2 separate regions of the Sus scrofa genome follow, and region 1 is linked to region 2. A link is a contact called in public HiChIP or PLAC-seq data. All regions are on one chromosome and are shown on one strand. The core of a region is the stretch at or near the end of the contact, and the rest is flanking DNA. Distances in the headings are between cores, read along the strand shown.

Region 1 (5,107 bases), core at 143-2,642, 120 kb after region 2:
AGAAGGCACTTATTTTTGATATCAAGAGGGAAATTCAATGGATGAGTTTTAAAGTAGAAGCACACCTTATAGTGAGGAGATGATTTTTGGGGTTTAGTTTTGCAGTAGTTAAAATCTTCAGGAGTTCCCTTCGTGGCGCAGTGGTTAATGAATCCGACTAGGAACCGTGAAGTTGCAGGTTCGATCCCTGGCCTCCCTCAGTGGGTTGAGAATCCGGCGTTGCCATGGGCGTTGCCGTGGTCTGTGGTGTAGGTCGCAGACACGGCTCGGATCCTGCATTGCTGTGGCTCTGGCGAAGGCCGGCGGCTACAGCTCCGATTAGACCCCTAGCCTGGGAACCTCCATGTGCCGCAGGTGCAGCCCTAAAAAACACAAAAACAAAAAACCCTTCAAATTGTGAGCATGCTTAAATTATAATTTAAGCTATATTCAATATCTTATAATGACCATATTCAATATCTTATAATGACCTATAATGGAAAATACTCTGAAAAAAGATATATATAGAAGTCAATCACTCAGTGCACCTGAAACCAACACGATGTTATAAAATATTGTTAAATCCACTATATTTCAATTTTTGAAAATTATAATATATGAGAGCAGTGGGCTGGGACAGGCTGGCTGGGCCGGGGAGGAGCTGAGGGGGAAAGAGGAAGGGAGGGCCAGGAAGGGAGAAACAGTTTTCCTGGGTGCTGCCTGAGAGTCACTGCGGAGTCCCAGGCCAGCCGCGGGGTCCTGCGCTCCCTGTAGAGGCCTCGGTTCCCCAGGCGGGAAGGAGGACGGAGGGGAGAGGGATCCCGGTGCCGTGGAAGTGGAAGAGCATTCTCAACGACCTCTTTCTGCGCCCTCGGGGTCGAGTCCTTTGCGAGGGCAGCTCTGTTCTGATGGGTCCCATCCCCCCAAGGTCCTGCGTCCTGGTCTTCGGTCCTCGGAGACGGTGTCAGGCAGGACCCCAGTCTCCTGAACCGCAGCGCCATCGTGTGGCCGCTGCCAGGTCCCTCTGGGGCACCTCTGGCTCAGGTGTCTCTCGCTCTTGCCACCCGCGCGCTGGTGGGTTCCAGCCGGCTGTCTTCCTGGGCAGGGAGCTGGGAGGGACAGTGGGCCTGGGTGCAGAGAAGCCAGGCCCAGATGTGCCTGACTCGGAGAAGTAGCTTCTAGAGGGAAGTATATTCGAGGGAAAGATCCTTCCAGCTGGGCGAGCCAGAGCCCTGCCCCTTGCCTTGTGAGCTTTTGTCCCGGAGCCTCTCTGAGCCTCAGTTTTTTCTCCTCTGTAAAAGCGCCATAATGACGCTGGGTGGAGGCTAAATTGCAAAACCTCTAAAACAATGCCTTCAAGCAGTAGGAGCTCAATGCGTCATTGACGGTGTCGTCATCCTCCGTCACCACAACAGGTCTATTCAGCCAGGCTTGGGAAATACTCCATCTTTACCAGTCACTCCTGCCTCCCACGTGGGAAGCCCTCTGGGAACAAAAACACCCACTTCTGGGAGGTGTTTTGACAGTGGCGGGAAGGGCAATGGTGCAGGGGGTCCCGCAGACCCAGAGTTCCTTGCCAGGTGGGGATCTGGGCTGAGTCACTAACGTCTCTGAACTGGTTTCTCCTCTGTAAATCAGAGCTCTTAACCCCTGCTTCCTTAGGCTTTTGTGGAATTAAGTGAGGCGCTCAGGTAAAACACTGCACACACTGGATTTAGCATGCATTCATGTCGCCAGAGGACTTATTAAAATACTAGTCACTGGGCCATGCCGGGAGTTTCTGAATCAGTCCGTCTGGGGCGAGGCTCAAGAATTTGCCTTTCTAATTTGCATTTCAGGAGATGTTGCTACAGTCTGTCGGGAGTGGAGGGGGGCGAGCTTTGAGAAGGACTAATCTAGCATATACTAGGCCTTCAGTTAGTGTTCGCTGTGATTAATCCACCACCCAAGCACAAGTCAGATGGGAGAAGGAGGAGATGGGGGGAAATTGAACCCAAATCTAACCAGGCAAAAGCTGCAAACCCAACATCCAGCCATCAGTAGGAATAGTTCCTTTCCACAAATGTTAATTGAATGTCTTCTCTCCATTTCTTCCATAGGCTCTATTGGGCAGTGCTTTGCTCACACACATCACCGCATTCCATTAGCATTATAGTCTTTTTTTATTTCTTATCTTTTAGGGCCACATCCATGGCATATGGAGGTTCCCAGGCTAGGGGTTGAACCAGAGCTGCAGCCGCTCGCTGGCCTACGCCACAGCACACCAGATCTGAGCTATGTATGCGACTCATAGCACAGCTCATGGCGACGCCAGATCCTTAACCCACTGAGCGTGGCCAGGGATCGAAACTGCATCCTCACGGATACTTGTTGGATTCATTTCCACAGAGGCACGACGGGAACTCCCATCATGGTCTTCTGAAGCGGGCAATGATCAGGAGAAAGGGACTCTCAGAGAGGCTGAATGATTGCGAGGGACACAGAATGCTGGAAGGCTGAGCTCAGGCAGCTGGAATCAGCTGACTGTGATTGGGGCCTGAAAATGCTGCCTCTCAGACACCTGAGCATGCTTGCTGAGGCAGGGTGGGCTCCGTGAACCTGCCTCAGGCCCTGCCCCCTGACAGCCTCCGTCCTGTCTAAATTCCCACCACGAGTCCACTTTCTTTACCAGCTCTGCCTGCTTTGGGGCCAAGTGTGAGTCATCTCCCCCTTGCCAGGCTCACTGACTCTGCCTCTCTTCTCAGCCACAGGACCCTTGGTCCTTCCAGAGTGTGTCCTGGGTCTTGAACTCTGGCTGTTTGCTCTGGGCCCCAGTGCTCCCATCAAAAGGAGGAGGTCCTCGGGGTTTGGGGTAGAATCAGGAGGCCCACCCAGGTCGTCTCAGAAGAAGTCTCCCTCTTGCCCATCCTGGGCATCTGAGAGGCAGAGACCCAGCCATAGCAACAGCTCAGGAGGGAGCCCCTTGGAGGCCCAGCAGGAGCTGCAGCCCTCCGCGACTCAGCCCGGTGGGGAGAGAGGAGGGGCTTTAACTGCAGGGACACCGCCAAGGTTGCCTGCTCCAGGCCCCATATCCGTTGGAGTTTTTCTGGTTGGTGGGAGGAACATGGCCTTGAGAGCAAAAGGCCACGATTCGAACCAACCCTGGGTCCCTGCTACCAAAATAGCCGTGTGGTCTTTAAGGAAGTTGCAACGTCTTTGCCTGCATTTATTTCCTCATCTGCAAAGGGCTGTGTGACCTGAACACATCTGTGTGCTTAAGCTGCTGGCACCTAAAGAGCGGTGAATGGCCCCGTTTTCCTTCCTTTGACATTTATCCGCAGCCTACGGTGAGCCTGTCCCTGGAGGTACGAGGCCTAGAGCCAAAGTCCACCCCTCCACCCCCCGCCCCCACAAGGAGCTTCCACTCACAGCCTGGCCCAGACAGGGCCATGGCAGGAGGTCTGAGATGGGATCTCGCTGGGGGTGTTGGGTACCAGAGTCCAGGCTGCTGGTCCAAGGGGCACCCGGTGTGTGAACTCTGCAGTGGGGTGACGAAAGCCTGCTCTGTGCCATCTGGGCTTGAGTCAGAGCTAATGGCCTGCTAATGGTTTTCAGAGCTTTGCCTTGGGGGTGTGGAGAGCGTGTGACTCACTGCTGGGCCAGCCAGAGTGGAGGGAGCCTCTTCCAGCCAGCAGTCTCTGCTCCTGGCACCTTTAGTTTCATGTTCCTTGGTTTATTCTTTTATTCATCCTGCAAACGCCTGCCAGGATCCCGGGGTGTGCTGAGCCCTGGGAACACAGGCCAGGGTGAGGAAGCCAGACTTGAAGGGGGAAGGACTGAAGTGGGTGGCCTCCCACCTGTCCTGAGTGAGGATGAGAGGAGAGGAGTCAGAGCGTTCCTCCAGGCTCTCGAGGCTCACCCCTTTCTCATGGGGTCAGGCCTGATGGAGGAGGAGTTCCTTAAGTTAATTGGGCTGAACTTGGCTCCTGCAGGGATGTGGGATGAGGGAGGAAACATGGAAGATAGTGCCTGGGGGACCAAGAGAAGGGTACAAGAGACAGATGGGGCCATGGAATTGGATTGGGGGGTGTGTGTCAATTTGGCTTCAGTTTAAGCGTTTTCTTGAGTTCCTTCCTTCCTCTTTCTTTTCCTTCCCTTCCCTTTCCTTGCCACACCAGCAGCATATGGAATTTCCTAGGCCAGGGACTGAATCTAAGCTGCAGCCACAGGTCACCTACGCCACAGCTGCAGCAATGCCAGATCCTTTAACCCACCGTGTTTGACAGGGAATCCAATCCAGGCTTCTGCAGCTATCTGAGCTGCTGCTGTTGGATTCTTAACTTACTACACCATAGCGGGAACTCTAGAGTTTCTTTCATTTTAGGAGATGAAAGGGAGTCAGGAAGCCCAGGATGGGGATCGTGGGGGATAAAAGCCAGGATAGAGGAGTGTTCTTGTGGCACAGTGGGTTAAGGATCTGGTGGTGTCACCGCAGTGGCTCAGATTGCTGCTGTGGCACAGGTTCAAATCCTGGCCGAGGAACTTTTGTATGCCACAGGCACAGCAAAAATAAAAAGCCATGATGGAGGGGGCAAATGTTCCCAAGGCCACAGCTCCCTCGATCGTTCTTCCCTGTTTCTCTGTCTCCAGCATCTCCCCTCCTTCTCTGGCCGTCCTGTCCATCCTGTTGTCTCTCCAATGCCTCCCCAACCCAGACCATCTCTGAAGCTCTCAAGAAATCGTTGAAAAGTACAATGACCCCCAAACCTGCACCCCTGCCTCTGCATCTGCTGTCCAGATTTTGCTTCAACGTTCTGCCTGAGATTTGCAAGCAGGAAAGAAGTCTTTTTCAGAAAAGAAAAAGAAGTTGAGGATTTGTGTTAGGAAGTGGAAGGAGGAAGGGACCTCGTTCACATTCAGGGGACGGTGACCCTGCACTGTGGCTGGTGAGGTATTAGTGGGACATCAACACCAACCCCAAATTCCACTCAAACCCTGCTGACTAGAGGTCCGATTAAAGGCTACCTGATGGATGGTGCGCGTGAAGTGATTTCTCTAAGGGGATTCAATAAACATCAGTTTTCTCCCTTTTGTCCTCCAAATTTCCTGAAAGTCCTAGACATTCCTCAGAACCACCGCCCTGCCCCAC
Region 2 (4,895 bases), core at 707-3,206:
CCATAAAGATTGACAATGATGGCAAGGAAGAGGGTGATGGAATATGAAGAGCCTACGCTGACCCATATTCCATTTACTCTCTCAGTAAAATCTGACTTCTGTTCCCATTCCACCAAAAGAGAAACTGTTATTGTCAAATAAAACGACTTTTCTCTGTCTTCCTACCCTATCCCTCAGCAGCATTAGAAACTCCTCACTTGTCCTTTCCTTCCTTCTTGTCCTTTCCTTCCTTCTTGAAATATTTTCCACTCTTGGCTTCTAGAATTACTCCTCTCCAGCTGGCTGCTACTCTTCAGTCTCCTTGACTGGCTCTCTCTCCTCTAAATTCAGGACTCTATGCTTCTCTCTCTGTACTCACCAGAAGTGCTCTCATTACAATGCTCATTATGCTAATGAGTCCCCAGTTTTTATCTCCAGTCTATCATTTTCTCCTGAACCCAAGATTCAGTTTAAAATGACTCTATGACATCTTCATTGGGATGGATATTAGGCTTCAGCAAGTACTAAATCTAACTATTTTCCCTCCCCCCAAAAAACTATTCTTTCTTCAAACCTCAGTTTTCCCCATCTCAGTAAACAGCCCCACCATCTCTCTTCAGTATCCTCAAGTTCTCCTTTCCCCTCCCTCTCCACATCCAATTCCTCTCAGCACGTAGGAAAGATTCTACCTTTAAAGTATACCTTGAATCCATCTCATCTGCTTTTCTCAACTTCCCCTGGAACCACCATCATCTTTTGTCTAAATACTGCAAAAGCCTCCAAACTGGTCTTCCACCTTCCACTCTTGCTCTCCTTTATCTATTTGCCACACATCAGAAAAGCAGTTTTTTTGTTTGTTTTGTTTTTGTTTTTTGGCCGCACCCCCAGCATATGGAAGTTCCCCGGCCAGGGATGGAACCCAGGCTGCCGTCGCGGATTGTGCCTCCAGCTGCGACACACGAGACCTTTCAGCAAAGTGGTTTTTCAAACGGTATCAGGTCTCGTTACTCTCTTTAAAAAACAAACCAATAAACGACTCCCTTTACTGGATCCCTATTGCGCTTCTAATGAAATTCGAACTCCTACCTCACCTATCCCCTGCAAACCTCTTCAGTCTTGTTTTATGCTCGCTTCTCTCTGTCTAGCTCATCAGGCCCCACCCAGTCTTTCAGTAGCTTGACTGCGCCAAATTCTGTCCAGTCTAGAAACCTGCAACCTGCCTGCTTTCCTCACCACCATGCACACACCGCTTAGTCTTTCCAGCCCCAACGTCACTGTCCCCTCTTGAGAAGCTTTCCCCCTAAAAGCGACTCTGATCTTTTTCTCGTTTCTCAGCCTCTTGTTTCCAAAGTGGCGGGTAAAACACTTTGAAATTACGTATGTGTGTGTGTTGGTTTTTGTTTGCTCCTTTTGCCACTAGAACTGGAGCACATAGGGTATCGCAGCGAGCATGCGTCCTGTGGAAACTGGGTTCTCGGCCAGGAGCTGAGAGGTTAAACAGCTGGGCAAAGGCTGGGTAGGTAGGAAGGACTCCAGTGGCCCGAAACAGCAAATCGGTGCCAAGAAGAGATTATGGCTTTTTAGGGTAAGAAAGAAAAATCGGTGTGACTGAGATTAAATACAGAGTTAAGGAGCAAATCGCATGGGACCATAGATAGGGGCCTGGAAAGACTGGGGGATAACCCGAAGAGAAAGAACGGGGTCCTCCCCGCTCCCAAGGGCCAAACCTCGCCCTCACATACGTGGTCAAAATCCGGGGCGGAGAGGTGACAGTGACAGTCCACCAGCCCTACGCCCACCGACCCCATCACCGCAGCCAAGGACTCCCTCGACTCGCCCGCGGGGCCTCAGCCGGAACGCTGCTGCCCGGGCGGAACGAGTTTCCGGCCGGACGCGTGCTCCTTCCTCCCTGGAAACCCGCACTTCCGCCCTCAGAGTTCCCGCCCATAGTTCAAGCTGGAAACATGGAGAGGGCTCCTTCTCCTCTGCGGGACGTGGAGAGAGTGGCCAGGACCGACGAGAGGACGTTGGTCCCTGCCGCTTCCCGAAAAGACTTCCGGGTGCGCTGCACCTCGAAGCGGGCGGTGATGGAAATGCTAGAACTGTGCGGCAGCTTCGTGCAAAAACTCGGGGACGCGCTGCCAGAGGAGATTCGCGAGCCCGTGCTGCGAGATGCGCAGTGGGTACGGGCCTCTTAGCCGTCTCTTGTCTTATCACTCCGTTTTTCCACACCCCAGGCAGAAACGGTCAGGCCGAGTTAACGGTGCCCCACCTTTGGATAGAAGCACCAGGAGAAACGCGGGGGAGCGAAACAGATGCTGAGAGGCCGCTGAGTATTGTTAGTTACTTGTTAGTTACTTGGGCTAGTGCTGTCCCGCAGAAAAATACAAGGCGAGCCACGTATGTAATTTGAAATTAAAAGAAAGAAAAAAATAGGTGAAATTAATTTTAATAATATTTATTTAACCTAATATATCCAAGATAGACTTTTAACTTGTAATAGTTAAAAAATGAACAAGATATTTTACATTCTTTTGTTCATACGAAGCTTTTCAAATCTGGGATCTTAACAGCTCATCTCCTTCCTGACTAGCCATATTTTAAGGCCTCAACAGACAGGCAGTGTTTAGTTGCTTCGCTATTGGAGTGCAGACAGAGACTGAGAAATTCTCCAGGGAAGGGTAATTCTGAAAGTCAGTCAATCACCAGCTTTTGGTCTTTCCTTTTGCTTGTTTTAGAACATCTTGAAAAGAGAGTGAAAATAATTTCCCTGTAAGTCTAAAGTAGATAAGGAAGCTGTCTTGATTATAAACTTCACCAAGATCACACACTGGCCCTTATAATACATTTCTCCTTCCTTTCTCAAATATTCTGCAAAGCCCTGAAAAAAGTGTTTTGGGGAAAGACAACAAATTGGGGGATTGCTGCTTGTTGAAAGGAAGCACACAGTCTACTTTTATGCAGGAAAAAAAAGTTAAAATGCTTATAATGTAGTACCTTTTTGTGTGTAAATGACCATAATGCAAACAAAATTAAGGTTCAGTGGAAGAAGGACGGAACACTCCCTGGATTATGATTCTCTAACCCAGTATTGTATACAGTGGCTGTTGTATCTTTCCCTCTTTGCAAGTAAGGGAAGAAAAGAGACTTATCTGAGGACGTTTTTAGTAGTTTTTTGGGAGAAGACTGTTTTGTTGTGTAATGATCTTAGAATTTACCCCTTTCTAGGAAGTGCTAAGGTACTTAGAAAATATGATTAATTACCTTTCAGAAAAAGAGGAACTTGGCTTAACCTTTTATACCTTTAATGGATGATAAAGTGAATTAGAAGATAAAAAGTGTGGAGACAAACTGCCAAGGGAGTTCACTTGCGTTTTATTTTAATCGAGAGCAGATGAAAGTGGAGGTTTTAATTATGTAGACATATTTCTCTAAAACCACATGGTATAGTAACACATTCTTAAATAATATTGATACAATTGTGCAATGAATATTACAAAGATAATTTATATCCTTGGGTAATTCTTCAAAGCCTATATATCAAGTAAAGATTTTATTTTAAAGTTTTAAAAGTGTAGAATATGTACTTATAATTAGCAGTTATTTGATTTAAGCTTATTTTTAATTATATTTAATGTACAAAATATATTGTCATTATGAAAAAATAGCATAAAGCAAAAGTCTTTGAATTTCTATCCCCTATCCCTCTTGCATCCTGGAAGTAACTTACTGTTTTGGAGGGCATAGTCCTTGTGTTTTTTGGCTTTACATCTGTCTCTCTCTCTCTTTTTTTTTAAATTTTTTGTTCGTTAGTTTTTTACATTAATGGTGTGATGTTGTATTGTTAGCAGCCTGTTTTATTTTTAAATCAAATATTTATTTGACTATTATGTGACAGTGTTATGGTAGAGATATATTTTATTCTTTTAAGTATTGTATGATATGGATATATTGTTATGTTTATTCTCCTAATCTTGAATTTAGAGTGTTCCCTCTGCCTCAGTATTCCATAATTTCAAACAGCGCTGAAATAAATATTCTAAGCTTATCCTTTTTATATTTTTATGAGAATAACCCTTTAGCATACACTGATAGAAGTGAAATTGTTAGGTTATATGGAATATGCAATTAAAATTTTGATGGTACCACCGAATTCCTTTAGTTCTTTATTTTTTTAAATTTTAATTCCTTTAGTTCTTTATTTTTTTATTATGAACATTTTTAACCTTACAAAAAATAGACTAGCGCAGTGAACACCCATATATTCATCACCAAATTTAAGTTATCAAAAATACTTTACACTTTTGATTTTAAAGCAAATCTCACATCTCATGTCATTTCATCCCTACCTACATACTTCAGGGTACACCTCAAAAAATACAGTCCTTTGTAAAGTGGAATTTAATTTTAAGCATGTGTATTTTCTCTCTTGTTAACAATGACACTCATTCAGGAACATATGTGTTATTTATATCCTTGAGATTCACCTGAACCCAGATTTGTTGTTAGCTTTTTTTCCTTCATTTAAGAAGCAAATTTGTTTATGACAGTATTCTAAAATTTTGCATCACATTTTTTCATAGGTAGGAAATTGGCTATCAAGAACTGAAATGTGGCTAGAATCAATGACTGAAGTGAAATCTCACCTCACTGAAAAGAATAAATATACTAATAGGCTAGTCTGTGGTTTTTTTAAATAATTCTCTCTCACAAATCAAAATTGTTATTTTCCAAAATATTTGAATTCAGCATTTAAAGTTATTTTTAGTGACTTGACTGTTGTGGATTTCTTGCAGACTTTCGAGTCAGCTGTGCAAGAGAATGTCAGCATCAATGGGCAGGCGTGGCAGGAAGCTTCAGACAGTTGCTTTATGGGTATGTGATTTCAGTTTTCCCTCTGTCATTAATTTCTGAGT

What was found. HiChIP or PLAC-seq counts read pairs in DNA pulled down with a chosen protein or histone mark.
Region 1: an H3K27ac HiChIP or PLAC-seq map of alveolar macrophages shows a contact between it and region 2. The contact joins the enhancer-like site here to the promoter of TATDN3 in region 2. A contact is called at or near these places in 1 of 5 promoter capture datasets (liver), 23 of 47 Hi-C or Micro-C datasets (alveolar macrophages, blood, embryonic fibroblasts and 11 more) and 2 of 2 datasets of contacts at active chromatin or transcription factors (alveolar macrophages and skeletal muscle).

The regions. Positions count from the first base shown.
Region 1 is chr9:130,737,494-130,742,600 of Sscrofa11.1, forward strand. No RefSeq gene overlaps it. Among named protein-coding and RNA genes, the nearest start is that of FAM71A, 28 kb to the right of the region's middle. Within about 2 kb of position 1,393, at least 43 of the 83 cell types and tissues checked have an H3K27ac peak or open chromatin away from gene starts, as enhancers often do. A contact at or near this core is called in alveolar macrophages, fetal liver, liver and 5 more, where this site is marked.
Region 2 is chr9:130,620,428-130,625,322 of Sscrofa11.1, forward strand. TATDN3 (putative deoxyribonuclease TATDN3) reads right to left here and starts at 1,957. Exons shown (of 13, transcript XR_002336028.1): 1 at 1,817-1,957. NSL1 (kinetochore-associated protein NSL1 homolog) reads left to right here. Exons shown (of 8, transcript XM_021063971.1): 2 at 1,315-1,336; 3 at 1,699-2,162; 4 at 4,776-4,854.